Linked DNA regions of Mus musculus: regions 1 and 2 are each linked to region 3. A link is a contact called in public promoter capture Hi-C data. All regions are on one chromosome and are shown on one strand. Each heading gives the region's core, a stretch centred on a gene start, on an enhancer-like site or on the middle of the called end of the contact. The rest is flanking DNA. Distances are from core to core; before and after follow the strand shown.

Evidence for each region. Promoter capture Hi-C pulls out the DNA fragments that hold promoters and counts their contacts. Capture Hi-C pulls out chosen DNA fragments and counts their contacts.
Region 1: a contact with region 3 is called in a promoter capture Hi-C map of liver, with 2.8 times the contacts expected there. The contact joins the promoter of Arhgap11a here to the promoter of Lpcat4 in region 3. A contact is called at or near these places in 5 of 39 promoter capture datasets (the 3T3-L1 cell line, the C10 cell line, liver and 1 more), 3 of 115 datasets of contacts at active chromatin or transcription factors (double positive thymocytes, large pre-B cells and pancreatic cancer cells) and 2 of 9 other capture datasets (adipose tissue and liver).
Region 2: a promoter capture Hi-C map of cranial neural crest shows a contact between it and region 3. The contact joins the promoter of Fibin here to the promoter of Lpcat4 in region 3. A contact is called at or near these places in 3 of 39 promoter capture datasets (cranial neural crest, hippocampal neurons and maxillary cranial neural crest).

Annotation. Positions count from the first base shown.
Region 1 is chr2:113,847,321-113,850,906 of GRCm38.p6, forward strand. Arhgap11a (Rho GTPase activating protein 11A) reads right to left here and starts at 1,341. Exons shown (of 12, transcript NM_181416.3): 1 at 641-1,341. The coding sequence starts at 769.
Region 2 is chr2:110,361,083-110,364,846 of GRCm38.p6, forward strand. Fibin (fin bud initiation factor homolog (zebrafish)) reads right to left here and starts at 1,911. Exons shown (of 1, transcript NM_026271.1): 1 at 1-1,911. The coding sequence starts at 1,713. The coding sequence ends at 1,060. All of the region lies in intron 2 of Gm30319 (a long non-coding RNA gene), which reads left to right.
Region 3 is chr2:112,237,560-112,241,450 of GRCm38.p6, forward strand. It overlaps Lpcat4 (lysophosphatidylcholine acyltransferase 4), which reads left to right and starts at 2,282. Exons shown (of 14, transcript NM_207206.2): 1 at 2,282-2,498. The coding sequence starts at 2,385. It overlaps Gm52523, which reads right to left and starts at 2,504. Exons shown (of 2, transcript XM_030252294.1): 1 at 1,686-2,504. The coding sequence starts at 2,386.

The DNA of each region.
Region 1 (3,586 bases), core at 91-2,590, 1.6 Mb after region 3:
GACCACAGATGCATGGCATGGCATGGCATAGCATGGCATGGGTCCAACAGTGCACACACACAAAAGTAACTGGGGAGCAGGGGGTGGAGGTGAGGATCCTGAGACTTTAGCAAAAGTGAGTGATTAAAACAACACAAAACAAAAAACTTCAACCAACTCTGGTTTCTCAATTTGCTTGTTAAAAAAACAGCTTTGTTTTGTCAAGGACAAATGTTGATGTTGGGTGGGTAATGTCTACTCTGCTAAAGAGATCAGAAACTGCGAAAATGTCGGGCAGCAGGCCTCTTCGTAAATTGCTGGATACAGAAGGATCCTATGAAGCCTATTTCTAAACTTGGCCTGACTGTCTCCCTAATGATTCGTTTGAAATGTTCTGACTGCCCACCCCAGCCTGACAGGATAGTGTGTTCCCCTCCCCCACATACTGCTTGTTTAAAACACGACAGATTACCAGATCGGTGGCACAGTATTTAAGTAGGGAGCCTGGTATCCTATTCCTAGCACTGTAAAACAAAACAAAAACCCACGGCAACATAGGGAGGCACGTCTGATCATCACCACCGAGACTGCATTCTAACCACGTGTCTTTCTTATCCAGAATAAAATGGGTATGCCCTTGTCCCAACACGTTGTAACTTACCTTTATTTCCGTAGCTGCAGTTTCATGTCTCCTGCGATCGCACTGACCGCGGCCACCCTTGACCTTAATGCCATAGACAGCTCGAAGCTGCTGCAGCAGGGCCAATCTGACCAGTCTCTGATCCCACATCCCGAACACGTCGCCTACTCTCCGAGGCCGACTCCGGGTCCTGACTTTCTTTGCCACCAACCAACTCTTCCACTTGCCAAACGCCCTCAGGCTCGCTCTGCTCCGCTGCCTTCCAGCCACCTCTGGCACTCTTCCTCCACTTTCCCTCGATCCACTTACACAGACCTTCTTCTCTCGCGCCTCTCTTCACTCTTGTTTCACTTCCACCAGCCTTCTTTCCGGGTCGCTCAGCCCTGTCAGTTACTTCCACAAACTTCCCTTTTTTCTGACTCTTCCGTTTCCCCAGACTAACGCCTGCAGCTAGTTTCTCGCTTCCGGACACTTCCACTTATCCTCTTCCCCGCAGGGTGGCCTTCCCCGCTCTGATTTCTTGAGATGGAAATGCAACCTTAAGCTACTCCCTCCAGCCGGGCCAGCCGGCTGCTCAGGGATCCCCAGTCCCGGTCCCTGCCCGGGCTGGTCCCCGCCGTCACCCCGTCTCACACGCAGCCTTTCCCCTAGCCCATCAGCCTTGCCTGTGGCCCCGGCCCGCTAAAGCTTAGTGACTCGGCTCCGCCAGCGCCCCACCTTCTCGGCACACATCAGACCCGACGCGACCGCACCTGAGCAGTGGCTCAAATGCCAGCGCCAAACAGCGCTCCGCATCCGATTGGCCCGCTCCTGTTTTCAAAATGAGGACCCTTTGGGGTGGCCAGGAGCTGCCTGTCTAAAAGGTTCCGGCAAAGCCGAAAGCACAGCGAGCGTTGAGATCAGGGTTAAGAAATGTGAAGAGAGTGAGTTCCTCTTTCTCTTTGCCTATTTCTTTGGAAGAAAAATGTCAAAAACGTGTTCAAATATGTTTGCTTTGCTCTTCGGACAATATACTTCGGAGATCCGAATAGACAGCTCATAACCTCCCCCCACTTCCGCCCTTTCATTTCTCCACTAAAGCTAAAGGTCCCGTCATAGGGAAAACCGATTCTACGGAAGGCGGGAGGAGTCAAGTTTAGTTATGAATCACAAACGCCGTTTGTTGTTGTTGTTGTTGTTGTTTGTTTTGTTTTGTTTTTGAGACCCGGACCCAAGGTCTTAGAAGGGAATTGGAACTGTGAGCCATTGGTCCTTCTTTGGGAGACTGGTGGTATTATTAAATTTTCTTACATAAGGTAATTAAGGTAATTAAGCACAACAAAGATGACTTGTCACGAGAGAGTAGTGGAGGAATACGGAGCTGTAGGAGGCAGCTGCAGCAATAGTTTACCTCTGTGGGACTTGGTTAAAGGACCAGAAGTCCTGTTTGCCATTGCCATTACTGAAACCTCAGCTGTCTGATTTAAATGCATGACATCACCTTCTCCTCTTGTTTCCCAGAGCTGCCTTTCCTTTTCCAAACACCAGTAATCCTACTCTCTCTCTCTCTCTCTCTCTCTCTCTCTCTCTCTCTCTCTCTCTCTCTCTCTTTCTCTCTCTCTCTCACACACACACACACATGAGAGAGAGAGAGAGAGAGAGAGAGAGAGAGAGAGAGAGAGAATGTGTATGCATTCAGTCATAACTATAAAAATAACTTATGTTGTGTATATCCTTCTCTAGGCCACGTTGTTCTGGTTCTTCGATGGCTAAGAATTCCTTTTAAGGTGCTTAGGTTAGCTTTTGAATATTAAATAGTGCTTTCTATTTACATCCATGTATGTATGCACTGGATAGTTTTTATGTCACCTTGACACAAGCTAAAATTATCTGAAGGGAGGGAACCTCAAGTGAGGAAAATGCCACACGTTCCAGCTGTAGGGTATTTTCTTACTAAGTAATTGATGGGGAAGACCCATCCCATTGTGAGTGGTGCCATCCATGGGCAAGTGGTTTTCGGTTTTGTAAGAAATCAGTTTGAGAAGGCTATAATGAGTAAATCAGGAAGTAGCACTCCTCCATGGCCTCTGCATCAGTTATTGCTTTCAGGTTCCTGTCCTGTTTGAGTTCCTTTCCTGGCTTCCTTCAATGATGGACAGTGATGTGAATATATAACGCTAAATATCTCTTTCTTCACCATGTTGCTTTTGGTCAGTGCTTCATCACACTGATAGTAACTAATTGGGAACAGAAGTTGGTCCCAGGGAGTAGGGTATCATTGTGACAGGCTTGGCCATGCTGTTATAGGAATATGGTAGATGTTAGGACTTTGGACTAGAAAGGTAGTTGAACATTTGAAATGGATATTACTGGGTCTTCTTATTGGGAACATGGAACACAATGGTGCTGAGAGCAATGTAGATGATGATGGCCCAGCCCAAGAGGTTTCAGAGAAGCAGAAGTGTTTCAGGGTATTTGAACACATTGTGAAACCCAAGATTGTGAACTAGAAAAACCTTGTGGTGTGGCTCAGCCCTAACACACACCTTTAATCCAGAGCTAAATAAAGTCAACCCTAGGTCAAGAGGCAAAGCAAGTAACCAAACTGACAGGGAGTGAACATAAATAAATAAACAGAAGCGTCCTTTGAGTTGAAAGGTGCACCATGGAGAAAGAGAAAGGCTTTTTCCTTTTGGGATGTCCCTGAGTAGGATGGTCAGCTAGGTGCGTTCTCTGCCATTCGGAGTTAGTAGGTTTTTTGGCTCCTGAGTCTTCATTTAGTAAAACAGGATGATTGAGATTTTGTTTTTAAAACAACAAAAAATATTATGACATTTTGTGGAAGGATGTGTCTGCTTTCTGCCTTTCTCAAAAAAAAAAAAAAATCTGCCCAAGGATAAAAGGTTTGGATTAGTGGCATTGACCAAGAAGACTGCAAGACAACTTAGTATTGATTGTGTTGTGTGTTTATTAGTGGTCACTCTTATG
Region 2 (3,764 bases), core at 661-3,160, 1.9 Mb before region 3:
AGTGGAAATCAAATGTATAATTCTTGTACAGGCTAGATCCCACTACCCCTTACTAGGATGGTGTATGTGAGCAGACAGGGTAAGATACTCAAAAATACAGCACCTTCTCCCTCTGTTTTTCTTTTTAAAATCTCATCCTTATCATATACTCTGATAAACTGGCTTCAATCCTATCTCCCCTCTCCTTTGCACTAGTCCCTCTCTGAAATATGAGAGTTATGACTGTAAACTAGAAAAAAAGCCAGTATTATATGAAAACATTTATTGGCTGAGTAATAAAATGTACATAAGGGATTTCTATAGTTAGACCCTCCCTCTGGAAATATAAGTTTTCAATAAACAAAAGGAAGCAATGCTATCTGAGTCCAAGAAGAAAAAAACATGCTGACAACTTAAATCATAGACACTTGAGTGTTAAGCAATCTGTTTCTTTGATGGTGAAGTGAAAGACACATCATGAGTGGGCAACCACCCTAAAGTTTTGCTATCTTAAATGTTGCATCTTCAACTTACACAAACCCACAATGGAACTTTGAACATCTTACTGGTGGTGATTTGCATGCAAATTCTCAATAACACTCTTACAACAAAACAGAAACAACTAAGAACATGGTAAATAAATAAGAGCGAAAGGAGAATCAATGAACTTCCTTGTCTGGCAGGCATGCCACACACCTGGGACCTCATCTGAAAATCAGGCATCTCAGCCTTCAGAGACCAAAGAGAAGCCTGCTGATGCAAAGGAGCCACGCACCTCGTCCCCCGCCAGGATGTGGAAGTTTAATCAGTCTTTCCACACAAATGCATCCTTTAGATGGAGTCGAAAGAAGAGATTCTGTTAGAGCAATAAAACCCTTTAGGAAATAACCCAGGGGTTAGTTTAAAATTGCTTTTTTTTGCAAGTGAAAAATCCTTAATAATAACATAAATAATGCACAAAACCAAACTAAAATCAGAATAACTCAACTTATTAAAATTTTTCTTTCTTTTCGAAAGATGACTTCAGACGTGTTCTGAAAGTGCAAATTTGGATAAAATGAAGCAGTTACAATGGAAATATTAGCCTGTCTTCTGTGCCCCACCCTCCAGATAGTCGCTTTTCAGTCGACCTAAGCGGGTCCCATGGCTCCTGATGGTATGTGCCAGCAGCTCGTATTTGTCTCTGAGCCCCACAGAGATGTCCAGTGTCTCCTTCAGCAAGGACCTGGTGTGGACCAGCATCCCCAGGAAGTCCTCATTGAGTCTGCTTTCCTGCCGGCTATCCTGCTCTTGGCCCTGCTTGAACTTGCTTTCCAGCTCAGTGAGGGACTTGTCAGAGTTGGAGTAGGCATCCCCGATCTGGTGGGACTCCCGCCTCAGGTACTTGCCATAGCTCTCTTCCCCATCCAGGTCGTAGGAGATGCTCTTGCTGATGCCCTCCAGGACGCGTCCAGCATCCTCCACCTGGCGGCCCAGTACTGTGAACTCCTCTCGAAGAGTGAGGCTCAGCAAGCTACTGGCTTGGCCCCCTTCCCCCTGGGAGCAGCGCCTGCGATCACTCACCCTGAAGAGCAGCTGGCATTTCTCGGGGTCATCATTCTCCTCATAGTCTCCATCAGGCACGAAGTAATGATGCAAAGTCCCATTAGACATTTCTGGGTACAGGGGGCCATCAAAGTAGCCTCGACACAGGTGGCAAAAGAAACCCATCCAGATCAACTTCGGGAACACCATTCTGGATATTCGGGAGAAGCGTTTTAGTCCAGGAACAAGGAAAAAGGTTCCCCCGGGTGTCAGCGGCTTCGGGAGAAGGCGCCCTCCTCAGGCGCAGCTCGCTTGCCGCTCTCTGATCCTGGTTCCTCCACAGGCTTCATGTGGCTCTACGCAGCAGCGGTGTGCACCACGCTCCTCAGCGTCCCTGATCCTCTCTCTACTGAGAGGCTGGACCTTTGCTGTTTTAGCAGGATAGCCCGACCCACCGACTGGGGACCTGCTGCTCCAGGCGCTGGCTTTGCGGTCACCTTCGGAGTTCCCTCTGGCTCCAGGGAGACGGAGCTAGTAGCTAAGGGAAGCTGTTCTGACACTGTTTCAACCCCTGGACTGGGTGGGAATGCAGCGTTTTCTTTCCCCTTGGCTAAAGATATCCTGAGGATTGCAGGACTCTCAAATTACAGCTAGTTTCGTCACTTGGAAGCCAAGGAACAAATTTGGAAAGAAAGCTTTCACCAGTTCCTTTATTAAAGGTACAGGGTCTCCTTTTTTCAATCTTGAAAAAGGAGACCCTGTACAATAAGACGTATCTTGAATGGGGATAGTAGAGGATAATTATAAACATAAAATCCAGCTGCTATTAGCATATTTAGGAAAGAGGTGATTGCTTCAGAGAAATGGCATTTCAGACATTTAAATACCAGATGAGAAATGTATTTTTTTTTACTCATTTTCAAAACGTTATTTTTTAAATAAAAAATTTGAAGTATTGGAAATAGTTTTGTTTGGAAATGGTTTAAAGGTTATTAAAATCAATACTTTTGAAACAAAATGAATATAGATAACCGATTTTTTATATTCATAGTGCATAGTTACTAATAAAAATAAAAATAAAAGTTTCCAGTTTAATCAATAAGAGGACAACTGGGACCTCTGTGTAATCTATTAGATAACGTTCCAGTGAGCCTTACTGAGTCTTTTGTGTAGTATTTGACTGCTGGGGTCTCCTGTCAGTTACTTATGAGGTTGGAATATTTATCTACAGTTAGAACGTTAAGCAAATTGACACGATCTCATAGATTGTATTCAACCATTAAGGTACAAAGATTTAAATTTAAGTTAAAAAAACCGTACTGCTTTGAAAGAAAATATTTTTATTTTAATTAATTCACAAATAGTGACATTACCACAGCTGGTTTAAAAAAGCCACCCAAACACGAGTCCAGCTGCCAGTTCCATAGCCTCTCCATAAATACACATGTCCTCAGAACACCATGTTCCATAGCTATTCCAAAGCAACGAAGCTCCTGCTAGTGTTTAAGTTGTGGATTCAGGCAGTACACATTCTCTGCCAATGCTTTTCCTGTTTATATATTCATATAACTTGTCCATCCCAGCTAATTTCTTCAACTTGTACTTCTTGATTGAACTAACCCATTTCTAAGTCTATACTGTATCAGCAGCACATGGAAACCTTTATAGAGTTTATCTCCTAGATTCTGGGCATATTTCCCAAACTGTTTTGTACCTTAAGAGCAAGGGCCCCCAGATTGCTGCTGAGCTTGCCGAGTTTCTCTAGGCTTCTGGTAAGTGATGCCAAGGTTTTATAGGCTAGGAGCTACCATAGTCACTAAAGATCCAATGATGGAGTAACACAATACATGCCCCACACGGGAGCTTACAGCCACCCTGGACACAGTGGCTGCCATGTGGTCCATCAGCCCTGTTTTTGGAAACAACAGCGATGTTTCTGTTGTTCTGAATTCTAGGTAATAGAGCTGCTGTTGCCAGATGAGCGTCAGTGCTGACCTGGGTGCAGCTCTCCTCTGAAGGATCCTGATGGACGTCAAGACCCCTTAAGACTTGTGATTTCAGCTTCCATGTGGTATCCTAAGAGCCGTTCTTGTGCCTAGAAATATGAAACAGGAAAAAGAGCACTAAATTTAAAAACAAATAAAACCCCCCAAGCCCTCTTTTTCCCAAAAGAGGCCATTTTTAGGTTTTAATTTATGAATTGATTGTCATAAATGGCCATTTGATAGGCCATCCATTTAATCAAATATTTATTGAACATT
Region 3 (3,891 bases), core at 1,032-3,531:
CTGACTGAGTCTCCTCTCCCCCTCCCCTTCCTCCTCTCTCTCTCTCTCTCTCTCTCTCTCTCCTCTCTCTCTCTCTCTCTCTCTCTCTCTCTCTCTCTCTCTCTCTCTCACACACACACACACACACACACACACACACAGAAAAAATAAAAGTCTTAGTCTTCATGGACTGCTGCAACAAAGTATAATAAACTAGGAAGGAGGCCAATCCCTCTCACAGTTCCAGAGCCTAGACAGTATAAGACCAAGGTGTCCACAGATTTGGTGTGTGGCAAAATCAGCTTCCTGCCTTGAAGACTAGGGGATCTGGCTATGGGCTCATATAACCTTTTTACACAGGAGTTATCAGAAGGCTCCTCCCTCTCCCCCTCCCCCCTCCCCTCCCTCCTCGCCCCTTGTAAGTATACTGTGATCATAAGGGTCTTGGCTAGTGTCGCTTAGTCCTCAAAGTCAGTTTGAATGGGATTAGAGATCATCATAGAGACATACTCTGGGCATGTCTCTAAGGGTGTTTCCAGAAGGGTTTAACTGCAGAAACGTTCGCTAAGACACACCCAGAAAGTAGCTAGCAACATTCCATAGGCTGGGACCCATAAATAAAAGGGGATTAAAACTGAGCTGAGCTCTAGCACTCCTTCCTCTCTGCTTCAGTGTGACCAGCCACCTCACACTCCCTCTCCCTGCCTTTCCTGACATGATAGGCTGTAACCCTCGCTGTGACTCACAACCCTGCCTTTCTTAAATTGCTTGTCAGGTACTTTGCCACAAGGAGACACATTTCCCCAAGGTCTAACCAAGTAACCATCACCTGGGAATGAGGACTTCAACACGTGAAGGGGGGAGGGGAGCCACATACAAACTTTCAGATGTCGCAGATGTAAATCTCAACTAGTGTGCATTACTTTTATTCCCCTGACCCTGCCAGCTGCTCCTTTTCTTGTGGATACAATCAATGGTGTAAGTGATAAAGTTGTAGGAAGCTGAGGCAGAATCTAGACAGAAGTGTCTTCTGGCTCCCTACCTAACCCCACCCCACCCCACCCCACCCCCACCCCCCGCAATGTCCTCTTTCTCCCGCTCCTATCTCCTGGATTTTATTTCTTAAAATTCTCAAATCAGATTTGTAGGATGACCCGTCCCATAGAGTGTCCCATAGAGTTGTTTGCCACTGCCAACAAATCTGATGACCTGAGTTCGATTCTTGAGACCCAGAAAGTAGAAAAAGAGAACATCCCTGCAAGTTGTCCTATGACCTACACGTCCTCGTCACTTTCATCCTGGGCTCCGAAAATATCCCAAGTTAACGAACAACTCAATTTGTCTCGAAAAACAAAATAAAAGAGAGAGGGGAGGGTATGGGGGGGGGGGGCAAACATCCTTAGCTCTTTCCCTCGTTTTCTTGCTTCAACACCCATTCAGTTTTTACCTTTCAGTAAGAGAAGGAAGACAAGGTGAATTGAACTCAGCTTATTTTCATAAATAACGACTCTTACCTCCTTCCCTGTGCACTACATATTTGATAGTGTTAGCAGCTATGGGTTTCAAAGTCCACTCAATTCCCCAGTGCCCCATCAGTTAGGCTGTAGTACAGTGTGTTTTTAGAGCATTAGGGTTTTGCAGGTGACAGGAACTTAGGTGACCTCCATATTCCACAGGGAGACCAGTAGAGAAGCTAAGATTGCTACCTCTCCCGAGCCGGGCTTTGCCGTACTGGGGGACGTACACCCGCTAAGAATCGAGGGATGCAAGCGCGCGGGTGACGGTGGTCCACGCAGCCCGGCACGCTCGGACGCCAAGAGCTGCGACGCGCAGTACGGCCGCGAGAGGGCGCGGGCTCCATTATGGCGGCACGCCGACCGGGAAGGAAAGCGGTGGTCCGCCCCGGAGATGGGGAAAGTGGGGCCGAGGAGCGGCGGGACCAGGGGCGCCCAGCCTCCTTCCGCAGCTGCCGGCCTCGGCAACCTGCCCTGACACAGGGCTCCACCCCGTCTGCGCTCGCAGGGTGGCCACAGCATCCGGAAAGTGACCAGGGCGCTCCCCTACGCGCCCACCTCTCTGCCCCGCTTCCAGCCGGAGACCCTGGGAAAGGGGCAGCCAGGTCCTCGGGGCGCCACGCTCCGAATGGCGCGAGGGGCCGCGGAGAACGCGGCTGAACGGGGACGCCGGAGAGCCGCAAGCCCCGCCCCGCGGCCGGCGCCCTGACAACGCGAGCGGCCCGGGCGGCGCCGCCGCTCTCCGCCCCTCGGCCGGCACCAGGCGGGGCTGGGACCAGAGCGCCGCCGCTGCCAGTGCCGCACGAGCCGCGCTGCTCTGCAGAGCCGGACCGGGAGCGGGGCCCGGGCCGGGAGCGGGGGGTCGCGGCCCTCGCTCGACCTTCTCCCACCATGAGCCAGGGAAGTCCTGGGGCCTGGGCCCCCCTGGATCCCACCTCTGGGTCCTCTGCGTCCCCAAACCCGTTCGTGCATGAGTTACACCTCTCCGGCCTCCAGAGGGTTAAGGTAAGGTGTGGGCAGGGGACGTGTGGAAGACTGGTTGGAATGGAGAGACCCAGTGATGAGATGGGCAAGGGGGTGCCAGAGGAGGTGGATGAGAAGCTTGTGGGGAGGGAGTTAGGGGGCGCGCACGTGGGGGCGGCTGGGGGTGGGTAGGCGAGGAGCCTTGGTGAGGACTCCAGCTTAGGCGATAGACGAGCTCACAAGTGAGGAAGAAATGAGTGGGAGAGGGAGCACTGAAGGAGACCCAAGGATAGGAGAGATGGAGGGCACTGGGGAATGCGGATTACATCCTACGGAGGTTGACGGGCTAGGATGGAGCTGAAGGCTACGGAAAGCCCAGGGTGGGGGCAGGGGCGTGCTCAGCGATCGGGGCTTCGACTTAAACGGTTTGGACCCAGAGACTGCGTCCTTGTGCCCTTCCAACACCTCCTCTTTCCGCCACCACCACCCCCCCCCCCCCGTGTCACTGCAGCACCTACTGGTGGGGGCAGGGAGGCTGGGAGGTGGGTTAGCTACAGGAAGTAGAGGGACGCACCACCCTAGGGTAGCCAGGAGGTGGTGTGGGGAGGAAGTGTCCAAGGTTTCTGTTGTGATCACCTCCCGTGAGGTCGGCCCCCGGGGGCTAGGTTTATTTACCTGCTCAATCCTAAGGAAGCCTCTGGAGTCACCCTGGCACTTGGCAACCCTTACCTTGCGGAATAGGGCTGAGTGTTACCGAAGGATTGCTGTTCTGCAGTACTAGGCTAGGGATTGATTGACCCGAGGTTTGAAAAGTGGATCTCTGTGTTTCCAGCCATCTGCTCCTTGGGCCCAAAGTGTTGAAAGCCCTGCACAGGGTTTGTTTGACATAGGAGCTATTTATGGAATGGGATGGGATGTTGGGAAGAACTGTCTCTAACCTACATCAAACACAGTGCTGGACACCTTCCCTGCATTTTCTCATTAAATCCTCTTTTCTTTTTTTCTTTTGGGGGTGGGGAGGTATTGCCCTGTGTAGCCCTGGCTGTCCTAGAACTTGTTCTGTAGAGAAGACTGGCCTGGAACTCACAGAGATCCACCAGACTCTACCTCCTGAGTGCTGGGATTAAATGCTTGGGCCACCCACTCCCAGTCCATTAAATCCTAACATCCATTCCAAGTATCAGATGCGTTATGACAGTAACCTTTGTAGGGGGAGGGGGTCACCTGAGAGTAAGAAAACAAGGCACCTAATGGTATTGATCCCTTGTCCTCCCGGCCTCACTAGCATTTTCATCCCATGTGGACCCCCTGTGCCTCTCCCCTATCACCTACAAGGTGTTAACTAGTTGCCCCTGGGTCAGTCCTTATAGGAGTCGGTAGCTGTGAAATGAGCCTTTCCCGGGCCTAAGGGACATTTTCTCCTGCCCTTCTGCAG